2 separate regions of the Mus musculus genome follow, and region 1 is linked to region 2. The links are chromatin contacts, called in public ChIA-PET maps. All regions are on one chromosome and are shown on one strand. The core of a region is the stretch at or near the end of the contact, and the rest is flanking DNA. Distances in the headings are between cores, read along the strand shown.

Region 1 (6,046 bases), core at 100-2,599, 140 kb before region 2:
CTCCCAAATGCCTGGATAACCATTGTAAGCCACTACTCCCGGCTCAACCCATAGTTAGGGTCTCATTTCTGTGAATTGACACTCTTCACACCAAGGCAACTCTTATAAAAGACAACATTTAATCAAGGCTGGTTTTACAGGTTCAGAGGTTTAGTCCATTATTATCACGCTGGGACGCACAGCAGTGTGCAGGGGGTTGAGGGTTAGGGTTAGAGACAAAGAGCAGAGAGCTCTACCTCTTGATTGGAAGGCAGCAAGGAGGAGACCGAATATGTCTCACACTGGGTGTAGCTCAAGCATTTATATGAGAGCTCAAAGCCTTCCTCCACAATGACATACCCTGTCCAACAAGGCTACACCTCCTAATAGTGCCACTTCCTATGGGCCAAGCATTCAAATACATGAGTCTATTCAAGTCACCACCGCACCTTAATTGTAAAACGTACTGTAATACATTACCATAATTTGAGGAGGGAGTTGTCATTTTCTGATTAAAAAAAGACAGAGGGTTAGTAATATACCACATTGAAGATTTTCCTCCTCAGCAATTATGAAAGTAATTTAACAGTAATATGCTTGGATTTACAAACTTGCCACTGAAGACGAGTCTTAACTATTTTCACTTACAACTGTCTACACGGCCCAGAACTTTAACACATCTTTTCTCCGGACAGAGGTGGTTTGCAAAACCTCCAGACTAAAACTGCTCACCTTCCCTACCTCCTCCAACTGGGCTTAGTCACTATAATATACAACCTGCGTGCAACCATGCAACCGGATGGGTTACGCAGCCCAGGCAGGCTTAGGTCCTCTGCGTGGAGCACACTAACAAGCTTACTAGTAAACAATGGCACTCGGTGCCACTTGGAGATCCCAGGTCAATTATTATTATGGAAACCCTGCAGAGCTCTCTCCCAGAGATGAAGCTCGCATGCCCAAGTCAGCTGCTCCTGCGGACTTGGCTCACCCACAGGCAGCGCAAAGTTTGCACCATCAGAACCGGGAAGCCACAATCTCTAGTTCTCTTTTATTACTTTATGCCACTGACTCATTAGATGACCGGCCAAAGGGTGAAGAAAAAAAGATGGCAACTTCCTTCCGATAGAAAGCACCGGCTTGGGACGGGAAAGGGAAAGAGTGGCCCAACCGGACAACAACAGCCTGCTACAGCCTCCTTGGGCTTAAGTGGAGGTGGCACGGAGATGCTGGGCGGGGCCTCTAGAAACCGCGAGGACTGGAGGCGGCGCCTCGAAAACCACGCCCGCCTCCAGGTGCTTAACGTCACGCGGTCCGCGCCGCGCTGATTGGCTCGTTCAGGGAGCCCCGCCCCCTCAGCTGTAGCCGCGCCGGCTTAGGCGTCGCCGCCATCTTTGTTGATGTGTCAGCTCCGCAGGGGTTTTGGGGGAAAACCTCCGCTGAGAGCCCGGGATCTGCAGTGGTCTCCGCGCGTGACTTCCTCACCCACTCCGCGTCGGCTACACGCCGCCATGGGTTCGTCGGCCCTGGAGCCGGAGCTCCATCGGCCTCGCTAGGGTGCGGCCCGGGGCTGGACGACGGACGGTGAGTGGCCGAGGGGCGTCCGGGACGGGCGCGCTCGGGGAGCGCTGGTCTGCGCGCGTGGACGTGACGGGGTGGTAGCCCCGGGCTGTACGCAACTCCGCGCGTGGACGTGACGGGGCTGGCGGGGCCCTCGGGGGGCTGTGCCCGGAGGCGCGGCCGCTCCCCCGCCGCACCAGCGCGGTATCTCCGGGGACGCGGTCCGCAGCGTTCGGCTTTTCCAAAGATCCCGATGTATTTTCATATATTTTCACCTTGGTAGGGAAACCATTTCAGATTTCTCTCTCCCCTTCTACCTATCCTCAAAGTAGCAATCCCAGGGAAACAGCGCGCGGGGAGAATGATGGCTCAGCTGCCAACAATTCGTAACTTGTTACAATATTCACATCTTGATTGTTATTTAGAGAGGAGACTCGGGTTTGTACGCAGAACACCTGGGTTAGAGTCAGAAAAGACTACAGTAAAAAAATATGACAGCGAACCAGAAAAGATGTCTCAGACCCAGTGTCACGCACGGTCCTTTGATGTCCCAGCCTTTTCCTTTCTTCTGAAGTGGTACACAGGGTGCTTGTCTGAGGAAAAGATGAAACAAATCAGTTATGACAGTGTTTCAAAGTGCACGTGTAGCCAGCCATCCCAAGGAAAATCGGTCTGTTAAGTGTTAGGTTTATTAGCGTGGATGTGGCCTTTGTGCACTTAATTGTGAAGGAGATTAAGGACCCAGAGACAAGTGATACTGAAACGGATGCGTCTTGTGTATCAAGTCCACCGTGTGCAGCTACTTTTTAGCTCTTCGTTAATTAATGGTTACACAAATGAAACAACAGTAATGATTGGCCTACTTCTTTTATGGTTCCTTTTTGGTCTTCCCATGTTCCCATGTGCAGATTTTGGGCAGGCCATAATCTTGTACTGTTGCACCAAGGCCTTCCTTCTCCTTTGTACAGGGTAATAGGTAAGTATGACTTTGGAAGGCTACCAGAAGACACAGGGACTGTGTTTAGTTTTTTTGAAGGCCTTTTCTAATTTAAAACAATAGAAACTTAAGGTGTTTGATTGAGAACAGGTTCCATGGAGTAAGGGTGACATTTCCCAGTCTGATTTTTTTTTTTTTTTCCAGACTGAAATCCTGAGTGGTAGAAGAAGGGGCACTCATAAACCTTTAGTTCCTTCACACAGGAACCAAAGACTTATTCTTTGATGCTGTGCAGTGCGGCAGCATGGCTGCTGCTGATTCCTTAGTGTGTTCAGTCCTGAAAGTGACTGTGATGAACAGAACACTCAGCCCAGCTCTCTGAGGAAGCTGTGATGGTTGGGAGCCCAGGCAGCCTCACTGAGAAAACTGTCTTTCCGTTTGACAGCATCTACCCTGGTTTACAAAAGTCATTCAACTCACTGTAAAGAAAGAATATTCAACTTCAAATTCTGCTTTGTTTGTTTGTTTGTTTTTAATAATAAAACTAAAATTTTTCTTTTATTTTTTTTGTCTTTAAATGACTAAGGTCAGGTTTTGATTTTTCTCATAAACATCACTTCATTTACAATAGTTTTATTTAGTATTTATTTTAAAAGCAGCAACAGGATAGATAATTTAGACCTACAAATGCTCCTGTAATCTTACACCATTTCAAACTTATTTGAACTTGCTTAATGGAGAGTTTGCATCCAAGAAGTAAACTATTAGGTAAAGGGGCAGTAGACACCAAGAGCAGAAGCAAACTCTAGGATACTGCCAACTGTCTTGAGCGTAGTGGAAGCAAACTCTAGGATAATGGTAACTGTCATGAGTGTATTTCTTAAAGCTTGAGCTGGTCATTCATTGTAGGCTTATGTAGTAAGTACTAAATAGGTGTTGTTTTTAATAAAACTTAAATCTTACCAAATTAACCAAATTCAGGCATAAGTACAACTCTTTTAGTAAATGTAGAAATTCTATTTAATTGAATTCATTTTTCTGATATTTGGTTTTCATATTTTTTTTAAAGATTTATTTTATATATATATCAGTAGACTGTCACTGTCTTCAGACACACCAGAAGAGGGCATCAGATCCCATTATAGATGGTTGTGAGCCACCATGTGGTTGCTGGGAACTGAACTCAGGATCTCTGCAAGAGCAGTCAGTGCTCTTAACCGCTGAGCCATCTCTCCAGCCCCATTTTCAGATTTTTTTGAAAGAACGGTTAAATAAAAGTACTTACGTTTTTCTCAGACTTTATTGCAGTTGATACATTCTGTACAAGTCGCTTCAAGGTAGAGTTCTGTATTAATGTTATGCCTCAATACTTTAAAAGCCATTTTAGAGTCTAAAGTACCCAAACCATGGTTGCCTGTTTCAGAGGTGAGAGTGTTACTGCTGCAAGATATCAGCTATCCAGTGTCTCACTGAAGATACAGTAGGGGAAACTCAAGAAGACAGGAGCAGCTGTGGGCTGTGTGCCGTCTGTGTGACCGTTAGAGAGCTGAGGCAACTTAGTACATTCAAACTGTAGTTGGGCTTGATGCTGACTCTGAAGTCTTCCTTCTTGGAGAACCAGTTCTAGAGATCTTTGAAACAACAGTCTTAGCTTTCTCCTCTTAAAGTAAGACTGGGTCTAGGCAAGCTTGCCTTCTGTGAAACCCCAGTCCCGGCTCTTTGCATCCGGGAAATGTGACTGACTAGTATTTCTTACACAGCTTCTCTTCTGTTTCTCTGCTTTGTTATTTTAGTTTAAAAGCTTAATCTAGCAAAGTGTGTCAGCATTTACTATTTAGGGATTATGAGGAGATACTGATTGGATGCTTTTTGATTTTTTACTTTTGACTTGAGATGACGGGCCAGAATTTTGCTAGAGCTGATAGGAAAGGAAAGGAAGTGACTTTAGTTATGCTACTTTCAAACCCCTTGGGAAATATGCAAAGACTGTCTTAAAGTATTTATATTTTCTTACAAAGGACAGGAAACCATTTTATTGACTTAAATAAGTGATCTCCCAAGCCTCGGTTGCATATGTCAATGCATACTAGAGAAGGGTGGGTCTACAGCTAGAATTATTGGGGGGCGGCGGAGTGGTGCAAAATCTAAAAATTATAAAAAATATTTGAACTAAGATTATTCAACTGGATTTAAAGCCAAGCCTTTATCCTGAAATGTTGGTTTGCTTTATACTGCTACAGTGGGAAGGATTCTGATCTGTGGTCTCAGCATTTCACAGCAGCAAAACAAAGATTTAACAGGCTCAGTATTAGTCAGACTGTACCTGAGGCCTGCACCTGAGGGTGCCTGTTTTATTTTGCACCATGTTCCAATGCCTACAACAGCGTCCATATGGAAAAGCTGCCCTGTGCATGTTTGGCAGGTGAACACTTGGGACTTTATTTTTGAGTTGGTTCCTCTGCATGATGCTCATTTGATGACTTGTTACCAATTATCTGTAGATTGAATTCAGTTTCTATTTATAGTTTTGTGAGCCAGCCTACGGTTTTGTTCTTATAGACTAATTATGGGAAACCAGAAATAGTACTGAAAGCTGTTAGTGTTTTCAGTTATGTAGTTTTGTGTGGAATAACTTTCTAGAAATCCGAGTGTGTTCATTAAAGAATGCAAGAGGCTCTGGGATAGTGCTTGGCATGGCGCCTTTTTGCTGGATGGCTGCAGCTGCTGCACTGCAGTCAGATCGCCCAGTTCCCACTGCCACAGGCCTGTACTGCTGTGTCAGCGACAGAAGGACTATGGGGACAGCGAGGGATTGGGAGGAATTTTGTGATTACAGGTGTTTTTCCTCAGAAGCAACAGTTATTACAAAGTCAGAATAGCAGTGCATGTCGTAATCAGTGAGCACACTTACTGTGTGTATCTGTGTGTGTCTCTGACTGAGGTTGGTCTGTACCAGCACTTGAGGCAGGCTTGCAGCTCTTCCCTACGTTTCCTGTTTCCTCCTTTTGTAGCTTACTGGTAGTAGGCTGTTTAATCTTCCATAATTTTCACGACAGCATTCCTTCTAAAAAAAACCCAAATTCTTGGACAGTATCCAAATTGCTGTACATGAGCGTCGCTAACTGGGGATGCCTGTAGGGAACTCGGCTGACGTTCCTGTCGCCTAGTTAGTGGTGGACAGATGAGCTTCTCATGAGGTCGATTGGTTTCTGTTTGCACAGTTCTTACATACTCCTTGGTGTTGCCTTGCTACATATGCAAGCACAGGTCCTCTGTAACATGTTTTCCTCTGGTCTCCTGTCAGTATTCACTGGGACATCAACAAACAAATGTGCAGTTGTAATGGTTCTCAGATGCCAGTTTGTATAATGACCCTTTTACAGGTCATGACTTACTGAGAGACACTGTGTAAGTTTCTTGTCTTTTAGATTTAGTCTTTAATTGATCAGACACACAAAACAAATTCTAAGCTTGGGTAAATAGCTTGTTTTGTTTGGATTTGTTACCTAGATGAAGCTCCTGTAGACTGTAAGACAGGTTTGTTGTTCTGCCCTGTCTGTACACTAGAAGTCT
Region 2 (6,232 bases), core at 1,587-4,086:
AGTCACAGCTCTGACAGGACATTAAACCAACAGCAGGCTTCCGCTGTCCTTTCTTCAAGGTCAAGCTTGGACCATACCAGAGAACCCAGGTACAGCCGTGGTTGGCAAGAATCAAACATAAGGTCAAGACTCCTCTGCCACTGCCACAGTGATTGAAAACCTGATTTAGAAATTTCTAATCAAAGCAACGTTTAATCCACGTTAGAAGCTTTCATCTAAATAGGTAGCAGTGTAAAAGAAAAGATCAAGAGGACGGAGAGACGCTGACGTTCCCTTAGTGGGTAGAACACTCTTTTATGGAGGGTGCAGGCAGGGATGACAAGATCACGAGGGTAAAGTTCTCACGAATGTGCTCTTTGCCCTTCTGTACAGGAACCCTGAGAGGCTGGAGTCGGTAACCAGGAAGAGGGTCCTCCGCGCACGTAGGAAACCTCTATCTGTAGTTTATAAAGTGCCTTGTGTCAGGAGAGAGTCAGTCATTGCTCCCTCGATTTCTGGTTAGGCCTGAGGTGGATGGCAGCGCCTAAGCCTGGAGAAAATCAGAGAATATCAAGTGTACAGCGGGGAGGGTCACACGTTCATTTTGGGCTGCGCGAAATGGGATGCTTTTGGAGTGAAGAGAGTGGAGCATCTGCGCATGGCTGGAGGGCGTGGCTTGAGCTGGGGTGGGGTGGCATTTCCAAGAGGCCTGCCCAAAGCTGTGGGAACGAGAGGGAAGGAGAGAGGGAAGAGAGGCCAACACCAAGCCCTGGAATGAGGAAGAGGGTCTTATAGGAGATTTGGAAGAGGCGAGCTCAGAGCAGAAGGACAAGAAGGCAGGTGTCATTGGAACTAGGTAAAAGGAGTCCCTGGAGAGGGGCTGCTGTCTTTGGATCTTACATGGCCTATAAGGGCCTGTGTGCTAAGGACTTGGTGCTTCTGTGAGGCGGAGCCTTCAGGAGGCAGGGAACATGCCTTGAAAGGGCACTGTAAGATTTCAGCCCATCTCCTTCCTCATTTCAAAATCTCAGTAAGCCCCTACGGACGGCAAGAGTGAGGAGAGCCCCCCACCCCCATAGAAGAGCAGATGGCCCCTCCCCCCTCCCCCATCCTGGTGCTCCTTTGACAGCCCCTCTGTGCCATCTGCACACACCTTCCCCCACCAGCCTCTTCCGTAGGCTTCTGCTCTGCCCTCCTAGCACTGGCTGATACCCGCTGCCCTGCTGCACAAGAGAGGATGCAGGGGGCCCAGTACCAACTGCTTTCATGGCTGCACTGGCCTTTGGGAGGTCCTGAGTTGAACTTTGAGACTGGGATTCATTCTCCTGGTTGGTGGTACCTTCAAAGAACACACCAGGAAATGAGGAGATGGCTCTGTGGGTGCAGTCCCTGTTGCACAGACAGGAAGGCCTGCGTTCTGAACCCCCAACGACCACATAAGAGCTGCATCAGCAGTCTGTCTGTAGCCTCAGCGTTGGCTGGAGCCAGGTGTTGGGAGTCCAACCAGTTTAGCCAAAACAGTTCAATGAGAAACCCTGTTTCAAAAAATAAGGTGGAGAGCGATTGAGGAAGACAGGTGTGGCTTCTAGACATGCACTCATGGTTTAGTACACTTCTTACACGTATGCACACATCACACATGAACACACACACACACACACAGAGAGAGAGAGAGAGAGAGAGAGAGAGAGAGAGGGAGAGAGAGAGAGAGAGGCACATAGCATTTCATTTATGTGTGTCTTTCCTGTCGGGATGAAGAACAAAGCCAGTCTCCTTTGCCCTGCTTTGAGCTCCCACTCATGTTTGCCGACCTGCTTCTAACATCATAGTCTCTGGTATGCTGGTCAGCCTGGAAGTCCTCCTAGCAGTCCGTGGACCCTTGGGCAAACCAGGAAGGTTATCACCCACCCTTAGGCCCAGGGTGGGGTTTCTTTTAGACTAGAGAATATTAGGGTAACTGTGTCCTCAGAATGCTATTCAGACACAGCTTAAGGGAGAACATGATTTCCTCATTTGGATTCGCCACGGTGAAAACATTTAAAGGCGCTGTTTTTATTAATAGACGTTATTTAATGCGGCGAGAGAAGGGCTGCTTCGGCGGTGGCTTCAGTTAGTTTCCTGAGCCAGGAAAATCTGCGAAGAGCCGTTCCTCCAGGCATGTCTGTAAACCCTGCTGGGTCTGCACTGAGCTTCAGCCAGGACCAGCTGCTTACAGGTGGCCTGGATCCCATGGTGTGTGCCTGTCTGCAAAACACGCTGTGTTTACCCAAAACAGTTGAGATTTGCATGGTATGGAGCCTTAAAGGAACGCTAGCTTTTGGCCTCTTAAATGTACAATGACTCAATGCAGTACAGATTAATTTCTCATTGATCTAAAGCCCCAAACAATGTTCCCCGGTGACTATTAATTCTTCTCCAATCAGTGGTTTGGGGCTGAGGCTTCTTCCATTTTGTAGGGTCCTTAACACATGGTTTCTGAGGTGGCATGATCATCTGCACCTAGCCAAGAGAGGAGGAGGAACTGTGGTATAAAAGAGCCATCGAGATACTCGGTGGGTAAATGTCCTTGCCACCAAACCCAGTGATCTGAAGGTGACACAGACCCTGCAGGGTGGAGGGAATAACCCCCACAAGCTGCCTTCTGACCTGCATGTGTGTCATACAAGTGCATATGTGCCCATACACACAATAAATTTTTAAAAAAGATAAATAAATATAGAGAAAGGGAGAAGGAAGAGAAAGACGAGGAGAACATGCTTGGGGAGCAGAGAGTGGGCCCCTTGGGCCGTGCACACACCATCCACGTGCATTCTACTCACTTCCAAAGCTATAAGCCACACCCAAGTGCAAGGCAGCCTGAGAAACCACATCAGTGGTACCCAGGAAGAGAAAGTGGGTTGGAGGATGCTGGCCGTGTGCCGTGTGTTCTGAGAGCCGGGCAGCAGCTGGGTTGCTTTTTAGAGTTCTGATGTTGCTCGGCATTCTTCTTGCTGCCAAGACAAAGGAAAGCCAATATGACAATGTAAGGAAGGGCTATGGGATGAGACACACACTCACACACACACAAACAAACATGCACACTTTTACACATAGTCACACACTTGCACAGAAACACACACACACAAACACACACACACTTTTACACACAGCCACATACCCACAAACACACTTTTATACACAGTCACACCACAGGCACAGAGACACACTCACACATACTTTCACACACAGGCACACACTCACGTGTACAGAGACACATTCACATGCATGCATGCACGCGCACAGGTGTGCACAGACACACACACGTGCACACATGTGCTCACACACATTTTTCACTGTGGCTGTGTTTAGAAAGAGTGCTCTGTAGATTTTATTCATTTTTGTCCAGGTGAAGAAGCTTAGGCACTCTTGGTATTGCCAATCAGTCACAGAACCAGGGCTCAGACCCACGGCTACTGGGATCCAAGCCCATTTAGCTAAGAATGTGTAAGCTTCATAAATTACACAGGCATTCTAGACACGGGTGCAAATTTCCAGTGAACAGATGTCAAGGTCAGGGACTTTCAAAAGGATGGTATTTCCAGAGATGTCCCTTGGAATCTGCCACAGTAAATTCTTCTGTGAAAAAGGGGTCTGGGAGCTAATAAAACCAGGCGCTGCCAGGAAATCTTCTGATTTTATAAGGGCAGGAACAAAAATGGGAAGGAAGAGTTGAAACTAAAGACGTCAGGGGCAAGAACTATAGGAGTCACCACAGGAAGCGTTGATGCCCCCGAGAGATCTGCAGGAAAATGTTCCAGAAGCCAGATAAGAGCTTGGATTTATTGCTTCAGGTCAACGGTGCAACATTTATGAGCTTCTGTGGAGGATGACCTTGGCCAGAGTCAGCCCCTGGACTGTGGCAGAGGATCAATCGATACCTATTGGTTTAATGTTTGCACAGGCAATCAAATTTGTTTAGGAAGAAATTGCAATTGATGCCAAGATGTTGCATGGGGAAGCTCGGGACAAGTGTTCTCCAGCCACTGGGGCTCTCCCAGCAAAGACTAGAGGAAGCAAAGGTGAGCTGAGCAAGCCGGAGCCTGGTGGACCAAAGACAATGACCGACATCGGGACGTGCGTCTTTACTGAAACCAGGAGGGGTTTATCCCACTGCAGAATTGCCCACTGCAGAATTGCCCACTGCAGAATTGCCTGGAGAACTTTGGCTTACAAGCTTGCTTTGAAATAGTTAAGATGTGAAACGGGGCATTTGTGTTAAAAGCATACTCTAGATGTCTCCTCCCAAAGGAGAAAGAACCCTGAGGTTCAATTTCTTGCTAGAGAGTTAACACCAAATGCTAACCCTGTATCCCCTGGAGGGGTGCATGCACCTGACCACTAAGGGAGTATCTTTCTGTCCTTGTATTAGTTGAGCTAAGGAAAACAGGGGGATTTTCTTAGTGAACTGGGAGAAGGTGATATAAGTAAAATCTACACATCATTGGGTTCCATTTTTATCAAATTTGCATATTGCCAAAAGTAATTTGAGTAGTATAAATAAAAACAGTTTTGTAGTCATTAGCATATTTTATGGGTAAAGGATAGAGCTTTGTGTTACAGTATGGTTAGATTTCTACCCAGAGCGACTACAAGAGTTGAAAGGTGGTCCCTGGCTATACATCACATGAGGAGGAACCATTGCCTAAATAAGAAGTATAATAGAACATCATCCCTATATCAAGTCCTTATAGCAAGTCCTATAGCAAGTCCTTATAGCAAAGTCCTTATAGCAAGGCCCCATGGCAAGTCCTTATAGCAAAGTCCTATAGCTAATCCTTGTAGTAAGTATTTATAGCAAGGCCTTATAGAAAGTTCCTATAGCAAGTCCTTATAGTAGGACCCTAGGACATCTGTCAACTGATGGCTTGGGAGCAAAAGAAGGATGATGTCAGCAGCTGCAGAGGCTGTTGTCCAAAGGTTATTGTCTTGAACAATGTCACCAAGTGTTCAAACTCATGAGCTTGTGGGGGACATTTCTAAGTCAAACAACACTGTGCCTCACACAGTGAGAAGGGGAACAAAGTCTCTTGATTCTCTCCTATACATTTGTACCATTCACAAGGGTGGATCCCTCAGGACCCAACTGCCACCCATTGGCCCGACCTTCCCATACCACTGCCTTAGGTCTAAAAATATCAATCGGAGGTGGCTTTGGTTTCCCGGGGCTCTGGAATCTGATAACACCTCTACGTGAGACTGTTAATTCCATGTCTGGAGTCAGAGGGGTAGGTATCTGGATGGGGAAGATGGACATGTAGTGAGGGTTGTAAGAAGATGACTGAGCCAGAACCAACTCAGCCTGGCCATGCCTCTGTGATCCTGCTCAGCTCAGCATTCAGCTCAATGTGTACCCAGCAGAGCTCTGGAGAGCTGGTGGGAACCCAGGAGATCTGTCGCAGTTGCTGCCTTATAAAATAAGCCCGTGGATAAGCCACAGCTGTGCATGAGGCAGGAGCACCAGGAGCCCCACCTGGGTCTTCCCCAGAAAAGGAAAGCACAGCCCTGCTTGACTTTCACTTTCATAATCGCAATCACATATGTATTCAAGATTCCTGTAATCCTATGCACGAGTGTCCTGGAGGTCACAGCACCGAGAGGAACTCTGCCACAGACACGCTCCTTCCTGCAGGACTTGGCTTGCTCTCTTCCTTTTGCATCCTATGGACCAATTCCATGCTGTAGGCTGCCCCCACACGCCTTAAACCAACATCTCCAGCTCCTTTTAAATGTCATTCAGTTTTCCACCCCTGTCACCGCTCTCTGTTAGACACCACATAATGATTACCAGTGGTTTTGCTTGCTATTTGTTTCCTGTTGCAGAAGAGAAGCTTCATGGAGTGTGATCTTGTTGTGTTGTTGTTGTTGTTTTCCCCATTTTGTTCCATATCCTATTCCAAAACTCTGAGCAAGGCTCAGCGGCCTTTAATGCACACTTCAGAAAAAACAGACCGAGTGTGTTCAAAGTGAAAGGCCTGGGGCATTGTGGAGACATCAGAAGTCCTCAGTGGACTGGAGCCAGCGAGACAGCTCAGGAGGTAAAGGTGCCTTCTGCCACGCTGGGCTTCCTGAGTTCAATTCTCAGGACCCACATCAAAAGAACCAACTCCTAAATGCTGTCTTGACTTCCGCATGCTCATTATGACACACACACACTCCCCTCCCTAATAAACGAGTACATATAATTTTAAAATATTTAATGTATAACTCTAGGGCC

Evidence for each region. ChIA-PET counts read pairs in DNA pulled down with a chosen protein or histone mark.
Region 1: a contact with region 2 is called in an RNA polymerase II ChIA-PET map of effector CD8 T cells, with 10 read pairs. The contact joins the promoter of Ccdc186 here to the enhancer-like site in region 2. A contact is called at or near these places in 3 of 115 datasets of contacts at active chromatin or transcription factors (effector CD8 T cells, memory CD8 T cells and pancreatic cancer cells) and 2 of 9 other capture datasets (adipose tissue and liver).

The regions. Positions count from the first base shown.
Region 1 is chr19:56,817,502-56,823,547 of GRCm38.p6, reverse strand. It overlaps Ccdc186 (coiled-coil domain containing 186), which reads left to right and starts at 1,349. Exons shown (of 16, transcript NM_170757.2): 1 at 1,349-1,560.
Region 2 is chr19:56,682,330-56,688,561 of GRCm38.p6, reverse strand. No RefSeq gene overlaps it. Among named protein-coding and RNA genes, the nearest start is that of Gm32492, 16 kb to the right of the region's middle. Within about 2 kb of position 2,836, at least 18 of the 459 cell types and tissues checked have an H3K27ac peak or open chromatin away from gene starts, as enhancers often do. A contact at or near this core is called in effector CD8 T cells, where this site is marked.